Linked DNA regions of Anser cygnoides: region 2 is linked to region 1. The links are chromatin contacts, called in public Hi-C maps. All regions are on one chromosome and are shown on one strand. The core of a region is the stretch at or near the end of the contact, and the rest is flanking DNA. Distances in the headings are between cores, read along the strand shown.

Region 1 (5,256 bases), core at 1,667-4,166:
TAACACTCCGGTCACTCGTGGTCAAGGCGGGAATTTGGCCCGGAACAGGTACGAAAAGGGGCTATGAGGGTATGCAAAAGGTGGCATTGCGAGAGGCAGCTGAACACATGGCTCATTTAAAGAAGCGAGGTGGCTGCACAGCCTGTGAAATCTGTGAGGGTCAGTCGGGGGGATGGCACGAGGAAAGAGAAGGCTGAATGCTGCAAATTTTGCTGAAAGGGACAAAAGGAGAAGGTCTGCATTGGCACGTGAATATATACGAATAAATTGGCCACAAAATAAAACTAGAAGTCAGAGAAGGCTTCCACAGAGAACGTTTTTCTCCCCCCACACTTAGGGCTTTCCCACAAAATCTCTTTCCAGGAGGCTTTGCATTTCTCCAGCCCCCTCCAACAATTGTCTGACCACAATCTCAAGCCCTTGTGTCGGTAAGGATGCCAGGAGCTGAATCTCAAGCCCTCATGTCAACAGAAGATGCCGAGAGATGAGTGGGTCGTGGCAGGCACTGTTGTTTTAGGATTCCAGGTGAAAAAGGCTGAGAAGCACTGAAATTATATCCCACGCCAAGGGAAGAGTTCAGAAGTGTTTGCATAAAACAAGATTAGAACCGAGCTGTTCCAATGGTACGCATGTTGTTGCTACGAGGGTGCATCTGAACTATTTATTTACATGCTGGAGGGCTTTTTTTTTTAAAAAAAAAAATCTTTGTTTTCATTATTCCTGCTCAATTAGATGGGACATTTAGAAATTGCTACTCTGTATTGCTTTTACCTCCAGGCTATTGGTGTTTGCTCAGCCAGTTGCTAACAGCTGCTTGAACCCTGATTGCTGAATTGTTACTGCAGCTCAAATCACCCCCTGAAGAATGTACAAAAGGAGCCAAATTCATCTAAGGTGTAGCCTCTCGAATTACACATCGGTTAATGTGGTTGGGGTAGCCTGAATAAGCACAGCAACTAAACCAGTAAATAAATAAAACTCAGCTTGTCCGAGTGGGCTAACCTGATACAGATTACCAATACTCATAACAGAAACTCTCCTTTAGACATTGTTCCTGTTTCTAAACTCGGAAGAATCATTTTAATTGGAAGCTCTCTGGGGTGGTGCTGTGTTTACGGTTGCCTGCAACCCGAAGGCCGAGTTATCAGAACGTCACGGCAAAAGGTCAGTCTCGCTTGTGCTGGACCCCAGAAATGCCGATGAAGGGGGACAGAAAGGTGTGTACTGTCCTCTTCCCTTCAACATGCCTTTTTATTTGCAGCCTGTCATTCAAGTCCAGAGCTGGCTGCGTTTGCATAAGTACAGCAAATAAGTTAGGAAGCTTCATGGTAAAAAGGGATTAAATGCCTTAATGTGACAATTCTTTACAGTCACATATTTAACAGGAGAACAGAAAAGGTGAGATCCCATCATTAGTATTGAATTGTGTGTGTAAAAAAGGGTTAGATATATAATGTAATTATCTAGCTATAGATACAGGTGTAAGCTGATGATGGTATTTACAGAATACGTATATATTTTAAAAGTCAATCAGGCTAATTAAAATCGTGGTTCCTCAGATGACACCTGTTGGGGAAAATATCAAGGGGACACCAGGGCTTTATCTGCAATTCATGCCTGTGTAGGGAAATTGTATTTGACAAGCTGGTTTATAAGAATGTTCCTACAAAAGAGGGAGATGAAAGGCACTTTAAAAATCACAGCACTGCCTCTGGTTCCCACACCAGCATCAAAGTGCTGCTTCCCCTGCTCGGACTGGGCTTTGAGGATATTACCCTGCTTTAATGATCAAGCGTGCAGAAACAGCTCTTGCACTGATAATGACCCTTGATTAAGATGTTTGTTTAGGTCATTTGGATTTTCCCCTTCAGGGCCTGTTGTTCGGTGTGGAGTGCGACAATATAGGCACAGTGACCACTGCTTGTGTACAAACTCTGCTAAATGAGACCATTCTCACACGTGAACAATGCCACCCCCCCAAAAAAAGCTTTGTGTTCACGTGAAATAGGCCCTCAGAGCAGCACTGGAACACAAAGAAGAGTCGAGTAAAATCTTTAGACTTGCACATAGCTGTTTGATATTATGCTCCCATCTTATCTGAAATAAAAGAACACTGAACGTGCTTTTTTTTTTTGGAGAAGTGCTTTTTAAAGTCTTTTATTTAATGCAGCACAGAGGTGGCTACGTGCAGAAGGGCTGAGCCGTGGCATCTGTGACACCACAGACTTCGGACACTTGTCCGCCCGTCCTCCACGCCCCCACACAATTAACATCCCCCTCCATAATTAAGCACACTTCACAAATTAAGCCCACGTTATCCGTGAGGCCGGGACCTCGAGGAGGTGAAGGACAGAGGAGTTTTCTTGAATTGCCTCTTTCTCCCCCAAAACAGCTTCGGGTGCTTCAGCAGGCCCCAGGCCGGGGGGGCAGCGTGAGGAAACCCTGGGCAGAGAAGGAGCTGTGTGGGGAAGGAGGGAGGGAAGGAGGAGGGCCAGGAGGAAGGGAAAGAGGGAAGCCAGGAGGGAGGGAGGCCAGGAGGAAGGGCCCGACCGCAGCCCTCTGTCCCGCCCTGGCGGCCGCCTTCAGCACCGCAGCCTCCTGAGAGGGATCACAGCGGGGCCCTGCCCACAGGGGCCGGGCTCGGCTCGGGCTTCATGGAGGAGAAGGAGGGGACCTCCGCGGCCGAGGCCGGGCGGAGCGGGGCCCGAGGGCAGCGAGAAACCGCTGTACCGCCCGGCCGCGCTACGAGCCGCCCCAGCCGGGATTCGAACCCGCGAACTCCCGGCCCGCAGCCGCGCTGCGCCTGCGCCGAGCCACAGCGCCGCGGGGCGGAGCCCTCGCGGAGCCGCTTCCGCCCTCATAAACAAGCGCGTGCGCGCGCGCGCGCCGCCCTGCACGGACCGGCGACGTCATCGCGCGTGCGCGGCGCGACACGTCAGCAGCGGCGGCGGCGGCGGAAGCGGGGGCCGGATGTGCCAAGATGGCGGCCGGGGGGGCCGCGGCAGCGCTGAGGGGGGGCGGCGGCGGCGGCGCCCGGCGCTGAGGGGGCTCCGGCGGCGGCTGGCGGCAGGTACCGCGGGGCGGCCGCGGGGGGGGGGGCCGGGGTTGGGGCGTCGGGAATGGGGGGTTCGGGGGGGGAGCTGGGGGGCCGGGAGGGGGGGTCTCTGCCCGCCGGGGTCCTGCTCGAGGCGGTCGTTACCGGGTATTGCTGGGAGCGAGGCGCTTAAAGCCCGTCTCGTCAGGTGGAGGGCGGTTTTTATTTTCCCTACACCCCGATTACGGAGGTCTGCGTGCTCCGGGGGCAGCGGCTGGCGCTGACTCAGGGGCACGGCCCCCGAAACGCTGGGGTTGGAGCGAGGGGCTCGCGGCGGCCGGCGGAGCCTGGGGAAGGTGCTGGCTGCTTTTATTTCTGCCAGCTGCGAGTCGTATTTTTTGTGGCTTTGGCACTGGGAGGGCTCTCCTCCCAGCACAGCGTTCTCACCTGTAGGTCCCGCGTATAAGAAAGCTGGCAGGGAGCGGCGAGCGCTGCTGAAGGCGCAAAATGCCCTCAGCCCCAGGGCCGTCCGCCTGCAGCTCTCTGCAGCGGGAAGATAAAAACAAACGGCCCAAATGCTGATTTTATACGAGCTGCATATCCCAGCTATTCGTGTCTTTGGCACAGCGGTGCTTTGTTCTATATATTCCTTTCTTTTAGTTAGGAATATCTGAGTACATCTGTTGTTTGGTATAGGCATATGCATGCACAATTGTGTGTACGTACATACAGACACGGGTATAAGCACACTTGAGAATTAATATTAGTGCTCTGTAACCTGTTTTGTGGGCATACTTATTGTTGTTTAAGAGTAATTTATTTAGCATGAATACACGGAGATGGTATTAAACAAATTTCCCCCAGTTGTTCCTTTATATAGGTAAGTTCTCACAGGGGAGTTAAAACCCATCATGACCATAGAGCCTGTCAGGTGGGACTTATTGCTGGCCCTGTCTCGAGGGTAGTTCTAGTTGTTTTTCTCCTCTTTGGTAATATTTTCTTGACGTGGTTGGAAGTACCTTCTGCAGTTGTTGTTTCTAGCGACTAATGTTTGGCAGGCTGCTCTGTATTATCCGTTAAACCTTCGGAAAGTTAAGAATTTCCAAAGCAGATAAGGCAGAGAGTTGGATTGTTCTTAGGTTATGTAATTATTACTCATTTACACAAATTAGCGTTTCTGTTAATACTGGGGGCAGGGAGGGTCAGTGTCTAGGAGCTGATACCTCCTGTTTAAACTCCTACCATGGGCACGTTCATTTTATTTGCACTTAATTCTTCAAATTCTGCATGCTTTTACTACTGTGTGGTATCTGTTAATATTAACTTCTGCAAGGAGTCTGGTGCCCTCGTATTGAACCTCTGAAACGTGATGTTAGAGGTCTTGTTGTAGGAATGGCAAGGCAGCGCTTAAGCGTAGGACTTTACGCTGACTCTAATTAGCTGATTACTAGCCCGGGCTATTGCAAGAGTGGGGCCAACATTAGCGCTGTGTGTGTGTACATCTGATGGGACGCTGGAAGCAGTGAAGCCCCCATGAGAAATGTGGAAGTGGGCATTTAAGTTACAAAACAGCTGGCTTCTGCGCTCAACGGCTTCACATAATCTTTCTATTAATAACCGAACCGTTCGGTAAATATTGACCTTTTGTTCAGTGAAGTTAGTGCTTTCCAGGAGGGAGCTGTCTCTGCAGGTGACTTTATTACCATTTTTTTTTTCCTTCCCACTTTTCGATGTGTTGCATAAAAGCACTAGGTTATTTAGAGGGAGGGGAGAGGAGTTTTTGCAGTTAAACTAATACACAGAACATGACAGACAATAAGTTGGGATGTCCAGTACAGTTTTAGAGATGTCCCTGGGGTTTCTTAAGCATGTGGAAACTGAGGGAGGTGACCAGGCAGGGTTTTGTTGGTGTCATCTTGGTTGGCAGTAATCGTGCACAGCTGGAAAAACTTCGCCTTGGTGTCAGTGTAGGAGAAATGATTGCACAGCACCAAAACCCTTCTGTAAGTATTCCTTGAGACGAATTCAACAGGCAGCTGTGGTTTTTAAAAAAAAACGAATACAACTGCAAGTAATGCGTGAAACAAACGAAGCTTTCTGTTCAGTGCTTTTCTGTTGAAATCTGCTTCTGGTCCCATTTCCCATTTTAACAAAAGAAAAGTTTTAACGAGTTTGTGAGGTCTAAGCTTAAGAATTGAGGCAGTCAATCAAGGCTACGAAAT
Region 2 (5,378 bases), core at 692-3,191, 90 kb before region 1:
GCTCTCCTTGTTTGCCTTCCTTTGAAGTGAAAACCCTTGAAAGGGGAGGAATGCCGGAGCCTTCTCCGACTGCACTTAATTAATTCAGCTTGTCACATTAACGACATCAAAACAGGGCAACTGCAGCTCAGCCTGGGCCTCATCTCACACCCACGGAGCCAAGAGGGCTCCACAGGGCTTCCCCGGGGCTGGGCTGATCGGCTGCAATGCAGAAACATTGGCAGGGTGCACAGGGCACGAGGCACGAGCTCTGCCTCTGTTAGATATGTCCAGCACCATGCACACCGGGGCCAGACCTTGCTGGTGATGCTGGGAGCCCGCTGGCAGCAGGGAGTACACAAAGATTTCTTCGTTTTCTTTGCTGTCCTGCTTCCTCCAGCCAGGGGTTTTGGTCCCCCCCTTGGTGTTTACGTATCTGTGAATTTGTGCCCTTCCCCAGGTGGCTGTTGGGCAGCAGAGTGTGTCCCCATCACCCCAAGGTGTCGCCGTTGTCTCTCCGCACCCCACAGTAGGCAGCAGACAGGTCGGAGGGGTGGCTCCTGCTGAGGTCCCACATCTGGCTGGCACGGCCACGCTGGCGCCCTGAGCCCCCCAGCCTCTCGTCGCCTTCCTCCCAGCAGCTGACCCCAGCTGATAACCTCGGGAAGCTCCCTCTGCCCCCGAGGAGCTGGGATGGGGAAAGAAGTTGACTTTTAACCCCCTTCTGCGTTTCTTCCCCCTCCTAAACGTGCTGAATTCTCCCCCGCTGCCTGCCCTGTGCACCAAACCCATCCATCTCCTGCTGCTGGAGGGGCCCCTGGAGCTGGAAGCCCCCAGGTCCTCCCACGAGCCCATCTTACGAGGAGGAGAGAGCTTCTCTTACGACCACAACCTTGCCTGCACCCGCAGCCATCAGTTTCCCCAGGTGCTTGTTGCTCCCCAGCCTGCAGCTCGGACCTGCCCTGTGCCTCAGTCGCTCACGGTGCACTTGGCTTTACATCCCCCAGGAGGCCCTTCCATCCCCAGTTTAATTAGGAAGAGAAAGGGTTTTAATTCTGCCCAGGGCTTCTGGAGCAGAGCGGCGTGTCCCTTCTCACCCTGGCCTGTCGTCACAACCATGGGTCCCTGGTGAGGCTCGGTCACTACAGGGGACGTGGGGGCAGAGCGGTGACAAGAGGGTTGCATTCAGCGCTCTCAGTGCTTAAACCACCGACCTCAGCCAAGGCACCGGGACACACAGAACCTGACCCCTTTCCTCCCAGCCTGTCCGAAAGGAGCCATCGAGCAGCCCCGTGCACCCAGCCGGGCCCCCAGAGATAAACACGGGGCTTTGATGTGAAGGGAAAGTGAGCAGTTCCATGCAAGCCCTTATCTGCCTTTTCTTCTGCCCCTGGTGTGAAGGAGTGATGTGGGAGAAGGCGCTCTCCAAAAGCTCCCTGGGCTGTGGGATGAGGGGCAGGGGTCTCAGGACACCCTACGTGGATGCTGCCCGCCTGCCAAACCAGGCCACCACGTCCCCAGGGCCATGCAGGAGGTCGGGCACAACGCGGGGACACACAGGCTGATCAGAGGAGACTCTGAGCGACTCGGTGGGGTGCTGGTCCCCCTGCCTCCTCCTGCCCTCCTCCGGTGGCTGTGGGAGGTTTTCCTTGGATCGTTCTCATCGGCCTAAGGCTGCTTGCTCACCTGGAGTCAGACCTTTAATGAAGCCCCCAGCGTGGCAGGGATAATTATCTTTGTGCTGCAGAAACTGCCCTCGTTACTTGTTATTAACGCTGGCGGGGTGTTCCCAGCCCGAAGAATTACCATAAGTAATCCCAGCCCTGATCCTGCCAGGCACTCGGCGGGAGTTGTGCAAAATGTTATGCTGTGTCTGGGACTAAATATAGACCGTGATGTGATGGGGAGGAGGAACAAGACCAAGAGTTGGGCAGGGGAGAGACACACGTGCAGCTCCCGGGGAGGGGAAGCTGCCTGTACGTGCTGCCTGTGGCTGCCTGCACCCACACGCTCCCAGCACGCTTAGGAAGGAGAAGCACACCCCACCGCGGCTGCTCGTGCACTCGTTAGGGCTGTTTGCATCAAGGATCTCCCTTATGGAAAGCGCCCACCACAGCAAACCTGCAGTTCCTGGGCTGCAAGAGGCAGCAGGAGAGTGCTGGGCTTTCAGACGCTTTTTTTTTGACGTTGTTCTAAGCCTCAGCAACACTTTTGTCCTAATCACATTTCAGGAAAGCTTAGAGGAAACACACAAAGCGAGGAGGAGCAGCATCACCAGGTGACAGAAAGGTGGAGTGGGAGAGCCGCGCTAGTGGGAGCTGCGAGGTTTCAAAGCAGAGGGCTCCTCGGCCTCACAAATAAATCCAACATTTGAAAACGGCTGAAATTGTCTTTGTATGCAGCTCAAATTGAGGCTTTCACATAGCAAGGGGGAGGATGGATGCAATGCAAATGTTGAAATACTTTGCGCCAGGCTTTGCCAACAAAAAGTTTCATTTTGGATCTGCCAAATGTTTTGTCTCATCATTTTCAGATATGAAGCATGCTTTTTGGAAGTGGCAAGTTCTCTGACAAATTGATCCCAGCCTAAAGGGAAAGAAAAAGAAAAAAAAAGAAAAAAAAAGGTTTTAACGGATGTGAAATAACCCCCAATAAATAAGGGAAGGTTTTTAATTTATGTGGAGCGCAGCATTAGCAGAATGAACCTGAGAAGGAAACGTGGCAGAGAAGCTGTCTTTGTGCCTGACCCTGTCTGATTTTGTCTGTGTGGTTTTGGTTCAGCTACAGCGTACAAACACCTTTTTCCCCTCCGTTTCTCCCCGAGCCTTGCATGCAGCTCTGCTGCTGACAGTGGCCCAGGACAGCGGTGCCCAATATAGCTGCAGTCAGGGGTGATTAATTCACTGTGGGCACTGCTGTTGGAGAGCTGTCTGCAAACTCCAGCTCCTGGCCTCGAAGCCCAGCTGAAGCTGAGGTTATTGCTCTTCCAGGCTCTGCCATGTGTTACTGTTTACTCGCTCTGTGTGCCAGCGGAGCCCCCGCATCCACATCCATTATGTTTGCATATAAGCTGCAAATTTGAGTTTAATGTGGCTGGTTGGAGCCCTGGGGGCCTCCTGGCTGCGTTTGAAACAGTCGCTGGGTCTGAAAGGTCTCTAATGCACGAGGCTGTCCAGGAGAGGTCAGGGGTCTGTGTGTGATGGGGGGGAGAAGACCAGTAGGAGCAGAGAAAGGAAAAGGAGAGAAGAAGCGTGGGGATAGTAAAGGAGAAAATGGATAGCCAGCCTTCTCAGGACAGCACAGCGCACTGTGGAGCCCGTCTCGTGGCAGGGACGTGGGACCCTCCCGAGTGCTTGGTGGCACAGCAACCTTCCTGTCTCGTCTCCCAGCACACTTTGACAGCCGCTTTCGCAGAGCCCAGCAGCCCCCATCCCCGTCCCCCCGCACTCCCCCCGTACCCGCGGGGCAGCCGTGCCCTCGCTTCATCCGGCGCGCACGTCTGAAACACCCAGCAGGAGGCTGGGAACGTTTGGCTGCTCTCCCAAGGAGATTTTCCTTCATAAAACACGAGGCAGGCGGGGGCTTTTCACATGCGGCGGGCACGGCTCAATCCCTTTTCTCGGCAGCCAGCGGGAGGAAGATGGAAGGGGGACAAGAGACGGGCAGGCCCGCAGCCGGCGCGATGGCCAACGCCTTTGTTCGGCGGAGGCAGAATTAGGATGTTTGGGGGAGTTAAAGCTACACTGATGGCATGGGACAACCACGCAGTCACCATTGATCTCTGAAAACACGAGCAAGAGGGGGGCTGGAGAGATCTCGTCGCAGCCCAGCGGAGCAATGGCCCTGCGGTGGCTTCTGCTGCTGGGACCTTGGAGAGGGCTGGACTGTCCTCACACGTTCTGTAGAGCCACCGTGTGAGCTTTATTAAAAAATAATAAAAATAATAATAAAGAAGAAGGCGAAGAAGTAGAAGAGGAGTTTTGCATTTTTGCATTTTGCGATCCTTCGCACCACAAGGCACTCGGCGTGGCGAGCACCCAGCTCCCGCTCGCCCATACCCAGCTCTGGGCTTGCCCCCCAAGCCCCCGAGGGGCTGGAAGATGGTGGGGACAGTGGCAGGGAAGGGGACACGGCCAGCACCACCCTGGGGACCCGCCAGCAGCGGGCAGCCCGGTGTCGTGTCGCTAGATGGCGGCGCCGCCTCAGAAATGGCCGCCAGGGCGTGGAGGGGCCCATCCTGGGGGACCTTGGCCATCACGGGGCAACTGGGGGACCCCGGTCCCACAGGGCTACTAGGGGGGCCCAGCACAGCCCCCGTGTCTCCCCTGGGTGCCCCCTGTCCCCACAGGCACCAGTGCAGGGCCACCACAGAGCCCGTGCTGCTCTCCCACCAGGGGAGAAGCAGCCTGTGGTAAAAGGGACGCCTTGGGGTTGGGACGTGCACCCTGGGGCCTCCCGGAGGAGAATGAGGACGTGTGGGGCCACCCCGGCCATGATTCCTTGGTCAGCTTGGTCACATTGAAGGGCTTCATGCCAGGGCTTCATGGAGGCAGGTGCAGCCCCCAGCATCAGCATGGAGGGGAGCACTTGTCCCCTCCAGCCCCACAGGGGACACAGCAGCTCGGAGAAATTTCTGTGGGGCCCGGCACCACTCATCCACCCCTGGGACCCCACACTGCCGGGTATTCACCCAGGCACAGGGTGCCACTGCCGTCACCCAGGGCAGCAGATGGTACGCAGGGATGGGCAAGGGGAGCCCGTGTTGCAATCGCCTGTCAGTAAATAAAGACATTGCATACTATATACAGTAAATAAAGTAAATAAAGACCTTGCATACTGGAGCGGGAGGCCTTTCTGCCTGCTGCAGCCTCACCTTTCCAGGCTGTTCCCCATCACCAAGAGCTCAGCAGCCATTTTATGGCTCCAGCACACTCCTTGCATGTGCACACAGTCCTGCTCCCTCCTGCAAACTTTAGTTTTGTTCTTTTTTTAACCTTGAAGCTGAGTTTCTTACAGCCCGAAGGGCTACTTTGGCTCCCAGGTAAGGAAAAGCACAATAAACTGTCTCCAGTTGGAGTACGAGAGCAACAGGGGATTTGTCAGACCCCACGTACTGGGAAATCCCATGCTCACCCGCTGGGCTGCTGAGTTGCCCATGATGTACACTGAAGTTGTGAGCAAAATGCTGTTACATGGAGAGAAACAGAAAGACAGGCTGTGAGTTAGAAGACACACAAAAGATTTTCCTGCAGGAGCCCTAAGGCAGAAAGACGATATCTTCTGGGTCAGGAGCACGCTCACACGACAGGATAACACATTCCCTCCCCTTGCCAGACTGAAGTGGAACAGGGATGTCCCACTACAGCCAGGCAGATCCCAGATGAGGCAGGGCTAAACCT

What was found. A called contact is a pair of places that touch in the nucleus more often than the background predicts.
Region 2: a contact with region 1 is called in a Hi-C map of liver, with 6 times the contacts expected there. The contact joins the enhancer-like site here to the promoter of SEC16A in region 1. A contact is called at or near these places in 3 of 7 Hi-C or Micro-C datasets (granulosa cells and liver).

What each region holds. Positions count from the first base shown.
Region 1 is chr20:3,284,982-3,290,237 of Taihu_goose_T2T_genome, reverse strand. It overlaps SEC16A (SEC16 homolog A, endoplasmic reticulum export factor), which reads left to right and starts at 2,916. Exons shown (of 34, transcript XM_066980761.1): 1 at 2,916-3,070.
Region 2 is chr20:3,374,059-3,379,436 of Taihu_goose_T2T_genome, reverse strand. No RefSeq gene overlaps it. Among named protein-coding and RNA genes, the nearest start is that of EGFL7, 23 kb to the left of the region's middle. Within about 2 kb of position 1,941, at least 1 of the 3 cell types and tissues checked has open chromatin away from gene starts, as enhancers often do.